2 separate regions of the Mus musculus genome follow, and region 2 is linked to region 1. A link is a contact called in public promoter capture Hi-C data. All regions are on one chromosome and are shown on one strand. Each heading gives the region's core, a stretch centred on a gene start, on an enhancer-like site or on the middle of the called end of the contact. The rest is flanking DNA. Distances are from core to core; before and after follow the strand shown.

Region 1 (4,607 bases), core at 1,068-3,567:
CCTTTTCTGATAAGAAAGCCTGGGCGCTCTTCCTTTGGCTTTCCTAACCAGTGAAGCCATAAGACCCTCTGGTCCAGTCTTAGAAACAGCCGTGCAGATGGTTGTTTTAGTTGGCTGCCATTGCTTTGACAAGCGCATGGCAAAGGAAACTTAAAAAGGGTTTCCTGTGGTTCAAAGGCCAGGTACAGTCCACGATGGTGGGAAGATGTATGCATGCGTTTGAGGCAGCTGGTCACATTGCATCTGCAGTCGCAGAGAGGACAGCCATGCATGCTCAGACTCGGTTCAGCCCTCCTCATTCAGTCAAGAATCTAACTCATGAAACACATTTAGGGCGGGTCAGCCCACCTCAACTTAATCTAGGCAATTCCTTACAGACATGCCCAGAGATTGGTTCCCATGAAGGCGAGAAGATCAGCCATCAGACTACCTTAGTCAAGGTCTCTTTGTTCTTTCAAGCAATTTTGGACCCATGTAGAGAGAGACATGCCTGACTCTCCCCAGAGAGCTCAACTGTATCAATGATGTATATATCCATACCCTCCAAAATATTTTTAGCCCCCCCCCCTTCCCTCATGTCTCGTGGACATCCGTGGCCTCTCTATATTGTGACTGCTTTAAAACTAGCTGCCTCGGGGACTGGTGAGATGGCTCAGTGGTTACGAGATCTGACACTCTCTTCTGGTGTGTCTGAAGACAGCTACAGTGTACTTATATATAATAAATAATAAATCTTTAAAAAAAAAAAAAACAGCCAGGCACTTGGGAGGCAGAGGCAGGTGGATTTCTGAGTTCGAGGTCAGCCTGGTCTACAAAGTGAGTTCCAGGACAGCCAGTGATATACAGAGAAATCCTGTCTCGAAAAAACAAAAACAAAAAAACCTGGCCCCCTCTGGGGCACACACACTTTAAAAATCCAAGAACAAAAACCTGGAGGCTCCATCACCCTGATCCACAAGAGCTGTTCTTGCTCCCTATCTCCCAGACATTTCCTCCTCCAGCCCCATGCTTTGTGTGTAGCCTCAGCTGTCCTGGAATTTGTTCTATAGACCAGGCTGGCCCCAAACTCACAGAGATTGGCCCTCTGACTCTGCCTCTGCCTCCTCTGCCTCTGCCAGTATTTTGTAACAGAAGACACGTAACCACTACAATTAGAGAAATAAAAATTGAAGCCATAACGGAGGGTAGGATCGAGTGCTACTGAGATACTATATGCTTATACTAGAGTCCCTGACTTTAATTTCCAGCAGAGAATATGTGTGCATACAGGGCCACTAAGGGTCAGTCTGAGGAGCTGCGCACCACGGTATTTTGTTGTTTTATCTTTTGAAAGGGCTTCTCAACAGGTCAGAACCTGAAGCTTGCCAGTGACTCTAGACTGGCTGGCCAGAGAGCCCTACACAGCTCGGCCTTGTTCCGCCTCCCCTGTGCTGGGGTTCTAAGCAAGCACTATTACACCCAGCCTTTTCACATGGATACGAGTGATTAAACTCAGCCTCGTGCACGTTTGTCAAACACCCAGTCTGTTGTACATTCCTCTAGCCCTGGAATAACTCAATTTTTTTTAAAGATTTATTTCATGTATGTGAGTACACTGTAGTTGTCTTCAGACACACCAGCAGAGGGCATCAGATCCCATTACAGATGGTTGTGAGCCACCATGAGGTTGCTGGGAATTGAACTCAGGACCTCTAGAAGAGCAGTTAATGCTCTTAACCGCTGAGCCTCTCTCCAGCCCCGAATAACTAAATTTCTAAAAGCCTGCTTACACCAAGTGTGGGCAAATACAAACAACAATTGGAACTGTCATACACTGCTAGTCTAGGGAATGTGTTGATGAGGACACAAGACAGACTGGCCGTCCCTTAAGAAGTTGAACACACACTACACTGTAAACTAAACCCAAGCAGCCCGAGTCAGCCTGATGGGTCTCGAGACCAGTGGTCCAGGCTGCCTGGCCACCAGGGAAATCGCTAGAGGGCAAGCACAGATCTTGGCGGAAGTGACCGAAGGCCCTCGGGAGAAGAGGGGCGGCAGGGAGGGGGCGAGGCCGGGAGGCACTCGGATTTGTAGGGACTGCGGCCGCCGCTTCCGCTACAGCCTCAAAGAGCAGGCGCGGTCCGGGTCAGCACGCGGTCTCTCTAGGCACAGCGGAGGCCTACGCTCTCGGTGGCCCCGGGGCGCAGGGCATCAAGTCCTGCAAGAAGAGCTGGAGGCGGACGGCCATCCGATCCTCCCGCGTCCCGGTCCGGGACTTGGGGTGGGGGTTGGGGGTGGGGACCTAGGGGCGGGGTCCCCTGAGATTGACGACTGCGCAGACGGGGCGGGACGGCCCCTTTGTCTTAGGGAGCCGAAGCTGCCGCCACAGGGCGAGAGGTTGCGGCAGATGGTGAGTGGCGCTCTGTCGGCTGCGCGGGACCCTCTCCTTCATCCGCACCCAAAGCTCCGCGCCCTCGCGTATGCCAGCCCTTCCCCCCGATGGATGGCTGCGGCCGGGCTGCTGACCCAGGCTGCACCCTCCGGTCCCTCGAACCCTCCAGGCCCCTCCCCGGGACCCTTCGCGGTGGCTCCCGCTAGCCCGGTCCGGAGTTCAGACGGTTCTGATGTGCATACGGTTTCCTACTGGTTGGTTAATTTGGTTTGGCTTGGGCAGTGGATGAGGTTTTGTCTGGTGAAATAACCGCGTCCCAGACTGCCCTGGAAGTCCTGGGTTCGCACGATCCTCTCCCATAACCCGGACTACAGTCAGGGCCACCATACAGCATTTTAAGTCCCATGCATCCTCAGCAGCGAAGGACATTTCTTGTCAAACTGAAGGTGCTCCGCTCTGCTCCCCATTAGCCCAGCTTCTTCTTGGATTTGTTTTATTTTTCTGCTGTTGCTCTCTTGTTACTTTGCAAAGGCCCCTTTTAATGGATGACAACTTCTCTAACGTGGCATTTTCTTGTTTAATTTTTTTATATGTATTTATGTGCTTTGCCTGCGTGTGTATCTGTACTGTATATCATGTGCATGCCTGGTGCCAACGGAGGCCAGAAGAGGGCATCGGGTTCCCTGGAATTGGCTGTGAGCCGCCATGTGGGTGCTGGGAATCAAGTGTGGGTCCTAGACGGGGGAAAAAAACGTGTGCTCTTAACCGCTGAGCCATCCCTCCAGCCTCCACATGTATGGCTCAGTTAGACACCTGAATCTGGATGTGCTGATGAGTGCTGCCATCCCCATCTCTGCCGCTTAGTAGCTTACTTGGTGAGTTCCAGGCCAGTAAGAGACCGTATTTCCCCGCCCCCGCCCCCCCCCCCCCCAATGGTGAAAGGTTTCTAAGGAATAACACCTAAGGTTGTCTGCTGGCCTCTATGTGCTTGCTGATGTGTAGGTACGCACGCACACACAGGAAAATTGTATACAATAATAGCTCCCTTGTATGTGGGCGATGAAGTATGGGCACAGCTGTATTCTCTAAGGCCAGAGAAGGACATTGGATGTCATGCCCACTGGCCCATCTCCCCAGCCCACAGTAGTTCTTTTAAATGTTACTCTGCCTAGCATCCTGACATAGTGAATGCATAGTGACACTAGAAGCAGTTTCCTGTGGAGCTCTCTAGAATGATTGGAATCAGGCACTCCTACTAATGCGTGTGGACATTCCTGTCACTAACATAAAAGGAAGGTTCCCCTGAGCTCCACTATAGAGATACTTAAAGCTGGGTGGACATTAGTTCTGATATTTTGCACACTGGGGATTTCCTTGTAGGGGACACAGAGAAGTGGAATGGGACTAACAGGTTAGAGCTAATAAGCCACCTTACCACCATATAGGTGACCAGTCCCTGGGGCTTTCTTGCCATACAGATGTTTCAATTTCCACCTCTGCGTTTGTCTTTTAGCTGTTTGCATTCCTGGTCAGATTGACCACCAGCTTGTATTCTTTTTCTGTATGTTAAAAACACACTTCCCTATGGGTTTTTTTTTTTTTTTTTTTTTTGCTTTCTTGTTTGTTTGTCTGTTTTTTACTCCATTGAGAAAGTGTCTTCTTTGATTTTATTTACTTATTTTACAACTAGAAGGATCTTGGTATTGGTTTTGTTTTATGGGCAAAATATTTCCCATTACAGTATTTTGGCTTCTTGCTGTGTTTTAAGGGGCTTCCTTACTTCAAGATTATTTTTCTAAATAATCCGATTTTGTCTGGTACTTGTAGAGTACTGATTCTATATGGAATTTATGTAGATAAGGGATGAAATTAGAATCCAGCTTCTCTCCTCTCCCCCTCAATCGTCCCCACTAACAGTATCTGTTGGATACTTTATCTTTTTGCTTACTTGAAAACGCACCGGTGTCTTACACTAAATTCTTCCCTGTGCTCGGGCCTATTTGGGGAGGAATCTTGTGGTTCTCAGATGTGTCTATTTTATTTTGTGTGTACAGATGTTTTGCTTGTGTGCATGTCTATGTACCACATGTGTACAGTTCCTGAGGAGACCAGCAGAGGGCGTCAGATATCCTGGAACTGGAGTGACAGATGGCTGTGAGCCTCCATGTAGGTGCTGGGAATTGAACCCAGAGTCTCTAGAAGGACAGCCATTGTCTCTGCCCCTATTTTGGGAGTT
Region 2 (5,111 bases), core at 1,229-3,728, 140 kb after region 1:
GGCCAGGCATGGTGGTGCACACCTATAATCCTAGCACTGGAGAGGTTGAGGCTGAAGGATTAGGGGTTCAAGCCAGTCTCCAGTATATAGAGAGTTTGAGGCCAGCCTAGACTACATGAGACATTGTCGAAAGAAAGGAGAGAGAGAGAAGGAGGGAGGAAGGGAGGGAAGGAGGAAGGAACTAAAAAGAAAGATAGATAAAGGCAGTAGCAGTTTGAAGGCAGAAAGGTATAAGACAAAGCCATTTCCTTTATTGGCAGCTTTGCATATTCTGTAGGCCCTAAACATGGAGTACAAAACCTGTGGGCACAGGAGCATCCATCTCTGGGACCCTTTGAGTAAGGGCCTATCCCTTCTAACAGGAAACAAGATGCTGGGCCTTCTATCACTGCCCACTGTGATCTGTGTGGGTCCTTCTGAGGCCTAAATCTCCTGCTGTCTCCTTAGCATAGTCCTTTCTGGCAAGGTCAGCTATCCTCTGATGGGGAAGGGAAACTGGCAGTAGTTGGTCCTTCAACTGTGTCAACAGTAGAAAATGGACTTTCTCAGGTTCATTAAGTAGTCAAACCCTGGCATCGCTGGAACATGCCTCCTTGTATTACAGCAGTGAATATTTTGATGGGAACCCATCATCAGAACAGTTGGGCACTTCTGACATAATGGCAGTAGTTTTTTCTTCCCTCACGGTAGTTATGAAAAGGACTGACATGCCAAAGGCCATGTCAGTGGCCTGAGGCAGATGCTTGGATACCACAGCTTCACACGGAGATGCAGCAAGGAAAAGGATGAGCCCAGAACACCGCACCCAGGCAGGAAAGTGAGGTAGCCCCAAGAAAACAAATGGGAATGGGATGCACATGGGTCTCATTGGACCACTACTGCAAGTGAAGGCATGCCACTCTGTTGACAGCAGCACTTACACATCAACACAGAAGGCATAAGCAGAGTATAGACTACACAGAAAAGAACAGACAGTCCTGCAGGCCCAGCCCGAGGGAAAGAACTCCATATCAGAAAAGCAAGGTGCCCACTGGGTTACAGAAGAAGAGCCCACCCACTCCTGACTGTTCTGTGTTACCGTGTGGGTGTGGGTACGTAGGTCACCGTACACATGCAAAAGTCAGGGGACCGTTTATGGGGGTATGCTTTCTCTCAACCCTGCCAGTTAAAGAGAATGAACTCTGAACTTAAGGCGTGTGGCAGCAGGTGCCTCTACCCACTGAGCTGCCTCCCTGGGTCCTGTTTTTGTTATTGGAAGCCAGATCTTGCCAGCAAGTTCAAGCTGATCTAGAATTAAAGATCTTCCTGCTTTCGCCCTTGAATACTGGGATTGTTCATACCCACCGGCATGCTTGGCTCTTTTCTGCTTCTTGTAGTTTGAAGATGATTTTTCTTCCTTTCTGTTTGGGCTAAATGGGGTCTCTGGCAAAAACCCAATCAGAAGTGCAGTGAGGGTTCAGCTACTATCCTTATGGTCCGCGCTGTCCTCACTGTTGTCAGGGCAACAGTGGCCAGTCATTTCTCTAGTCAGAAATCCATATGCACAGCAACAAAGTGGCTGTGGCCACCCATCATTGCTTAGGTGTGGTGAGAGTTCCGCTTTTCCCATTTTAAGAGCTGATCCTAGAATACAGGAAGGTGTGGCAGGGAGAAGAGAAGAGGTCCTGAAGCTACTTAGGGTAGTTTATACCTGTACTCCCAGCATAGAAGACTGGGGCAGGAGGATTCCTGTAAGATCAAGGTCAGCCTGGGCGAGATGGTGAGTTCTTGTTAGCCTGGTTTGTAGAGTAAGACCCTTACTCAACAACATAACAACAGTAAGAAAAAGCTAGCCATAGGAAGCAGCTACAGAAGACTTGGAGAGGACGCTTGCTGGTTACTGCGCTGCTCTGTGCTCTGTGGGTTGCAGGCACAGGGCTTGGAGAATGAGGCATTGTGTGCCCAGCACACAGTGTGCTTTCACAATGTGAACTGTGAACTGGTTCTTTGTGCGGGACTTGGAAAGCTCCTTACAGATGGCCTTGGGAGTGGACCTCAGGCCTTCTGGACATGCTGGCTAACCAAAGACATATTCATTCTGATGCTTCCTTGAAACTCACTGAAATGAGCAAAAAGAATGAAAGACCAAGAACAAGATCTTTTCTACAAAGAATCTGAGAGAAACCATAGACCAGAGAGGATGTCAGCCAGATGGGAGAGAGGAGCTGTGGGCAGTTTAGTCTCAAAAAGCCAGGCTCTTGTGGAGCAAGAGTGACTTTTAGAGATGCTGTTTGTCGTAGAGCATTCCCTTAGAAGAATGGGGTCTCTGGTTCGTTTGGATTGCTGTTAAAGATACACTAGAGCATCTGGGGAGGAAGTGGAACTGAGGAGCCTCATTTTTCTGTAAGATCCAGACTCTCACAGGGTGAGATGGGCGGGGGCAGGAAATGCTGCTGCTGTGTTTGAGCAGTGTTGTTGTCCTCCCTCCCTCAAAAGTGGACCAAAGGACAGTCACCAGCAGACACACTGGGCTGTACACGCCCAGCAGATGACTGGCTGGCCTAGGAGGAGGCGTTCTGTGGCTCAGCTCCTTGCCTTAGTTGCTCAGAAATCTTCTAGAGGCCAAGCTAGAGAGATAGCTCAGTGGTTCTGGGTTTTGTTCTCCTAGAGGACCCAGGCTTGATTTGCACCTGTCCCAGGGGTTGAGCATCCTCCCCTGGCCTCCCAGGGCACCAGGCATATACATATGGAGCACAGACATGCTTATCGGGAAAGCATCCACACACACCACTAAGAGAAAGAAGCAAGCACTCTGGAGGCTTTCGTCCCTGAACTACCTGGTTGTCGTTGAGTTGTTGCTGTTTAGAGACTCAAACTGGCCATGACACATAGCATGGCCTAAACTGTGACAAAACAGAGTCTCGGGCGAGCACCTGAGTTCACTGCTGGCCTGCGCTAGGTTCTGTCACGAATGATGCCAGAACCTCACTTCTAGATGAAGCCTGTAAGAAGGTTTGGTACAGAATGGTTCTGGAACAACATCCAGTTTGGGTCAGTCTTGCTCCATAGAAGTTGGAGTATACGCCAACAGTGATAGAGTATTTGTTCACCATATATAAAGGTCTGGGTTCCATCTCCAGGACTGCAAATAATAGTGATGAATAAAAGAAGTAATTCATAGCCAAAGGGGTACTCATGTAGACAGTAAGGGAAGGAAAAGGATAAAGGACACGGCTAAAGAGAAACTTAGAGTTAGTGTGAAAGGAATTTCATATGGAACTGTCTCTGTTCACCAAAAAAAATCTACCAAAAAAAAAAAATATATATATATATATATATATATACCAAAAACGTGCGAGCTGGCAGAGCTGAAGAAACTGGTAGTAAACTTTATAGCAGGAAATTCCCTCCACTTAGTAGCATCAAGAAATAGGACAAATATTAGTCTCATGGAGAGCAAGTAAATGGGAAAGCATGCTATATGAGAAAAGTAGAGTTTGGGGAGACCTGGGGAGAAGGGGGCCAGGACAGCAGAGACACTGGTTGATAGCCAGTGGTTCCGGTCCAGATGTGGAAAAGACCTATTCTCCAGCAGTGTAAGGGAAAATGAAAGCAGACAGCTAGCTGATGAAGGAAGGTATCTTATTGCTGTTCTGCTGCTGTGAAGAGGCACCATGACTAAGGCAGCTTTTAAAAAGCATTTAATGTGGGGGCTTGCTTACAGTTTCAGAGGGTTAGTCAGCCATGACAGAAAGCAGAGAGGCAGGCCACCAGGGCAGTAGCTGAGGGCCTTACATCCTGATCCAAGGGCATCAGGCAGGGAGAGACCTTAAAGCCCACCCCCAGTGACACACCTCCCTCAACAAGGCCACGCCTTGCCTTTCCCAGTTTATCTGCTGGGTACTACACTTGTAAATCTATGAGCCTGTGAAGGGCATTCTCATTCACACCACCGCAGAAGGAGTAAGTTTGTATGCTGAGAAGAGCAGGACCTACGCTAGGCGTGGCAGAGCCCTCTGAATGTGTCAGCACGCTCTATGAGGTGACTGGTCACTACACAGGCTGGTCAGAGCTACACAGTAAAACCCAGACTTAAGAAAGATGGTTTCTGCATGGTTTTCCCATAGATTATATATAAGTCGCTCTTTTGTTGTCATGAGCCACAGTTTTGAAGAGCAGATAGAGAAGTGTCGCCCACATTCACATGGGACCACGTTGCTCTGTACAGGATTGTAAAGCATCTGGGTATAACAAGCTTAGGACAGGCACAGTGTCCATGTGGGAAACCTCGCTGAGGGCCTCAGTGCCTGAAGACAGTGATCCCTCAGTTCCTTTTTTACTAATTTGCCAACATTAATTTATTTGTGAGAGTAAAAGTCAGAGATAAATCGTGGGCATCACACTTTTAGTCCCAGCACTTGCAGGGCAGTGGTAGACAGATCTAGTGAGTTCCAGGACAGCCAGGACTACTGAGAGACCCTGTCTTAAAAAAACAAGTAAAAAATAAAAAGAAGAAAGAAAAGAAAAGAAAGAGAGTCAGAGATAACTGTGGGACTGGGTTCTCTCCCTTCCCCCTGTGGGTTCCTGGCATTGAGCGTAGCTCCTCAGACTTAGACAGGCGCTCGGTTTTACTTACTGAGCCTTCTTACACACGGCCCCAGACTGTGAGACTAAGACTGAGAAACGAAAAGCTGTGGTTACAGAAGAGACTATGATGATATGAAATTAATAAGTTGGCAATTGAAAGGAATGGAAAAATAAGTTCTCTACCCTCAGTTCTCAGAGACAGGCATTTGTAGATGAAATATCTGAGTGAATAAAACGAAGAGAGATGAAAAGACCAAGCTTTAATCACCTTGATTAAATTTGAGAAAAAACAGCTTAGTATGATCTTACTAACTGGATAATTCTGAGCGTGCCTGTTTGCAGTTAGATAAGTAGCAGCAGCCACGGTTATAACTGTGATTGAATGTGAGCCCTGTACCTGAATGATAATGGATTTTCCATGGGAATGTAGGTCACCTGCTATGTGTGCACACTGGGACTGAATAATCAGGCACAGCAATGGCACGTGGGGGAGGGGTGTCTTATAATAAGCATAAGAAACATGGGAGACAGCAAAGGGAAGATAC

The links. Promoter capture Hi-C pulls out the DNA fragments that hold promoters and counts their contacts.
Region 2: a contact with region 1 is called in a promoter capture Hi-C map of 3T3-L1-derived adipocytes, with 3 times the contacts expected there. The contact joins the enhancer-like site here to the promoter of Zfp647 in region 1. A contact is called at or near these places in 8 of 39 promoter capture datasets (the 3T3-L1 cell line, 3T3-L1-derived adipocytes, the C10 cell line and 4 more), 1 of 15 datasets of contacts at CTCF or cohesin (large pre-B cells), 8 of 115 datasets of contacts at active chromatin or transcription factors (the 230-238 cell line, bone marrow-derived macrophages, embryonic midbrain and 4 more) and 3 of 9 other capture datasets (adipose tissue, liver and pancreatic islet).

What each region holds. Positions count from the first base shown.
Region 1 is chr15:76,923,158-76,927,764 of GRCm38.p6, reverse strand. Zfp647 (zinc finger protein 647) reads left to right here and starts at 2,317. Exons shown (of 5, transcript NM_172817.3): 1 at 2,317-2,389.
Region 2 is chr15:76,778,293-76,783,403 of GRCm38.p6, reverse strand. All of the region lies in intron 1 of Arhgap39 (Rho GTPase activating protein 39), which reads left to right. Among named protein-coding and RNA genes, the nearest start is that of Arhgap39, 37 kb to the left of the region's middle. Within about 2 kb of position 2,478, at least 75 of the 459 cell types and tissues checked have an H3K27ac peak or open chromatin away from gene starts, as enhancers often do. A contact at or near this core is called in 3T3-L1-derived adipocytes, adipose tissue, bone marrow-derived macrophages and 1 more, where this site is marked.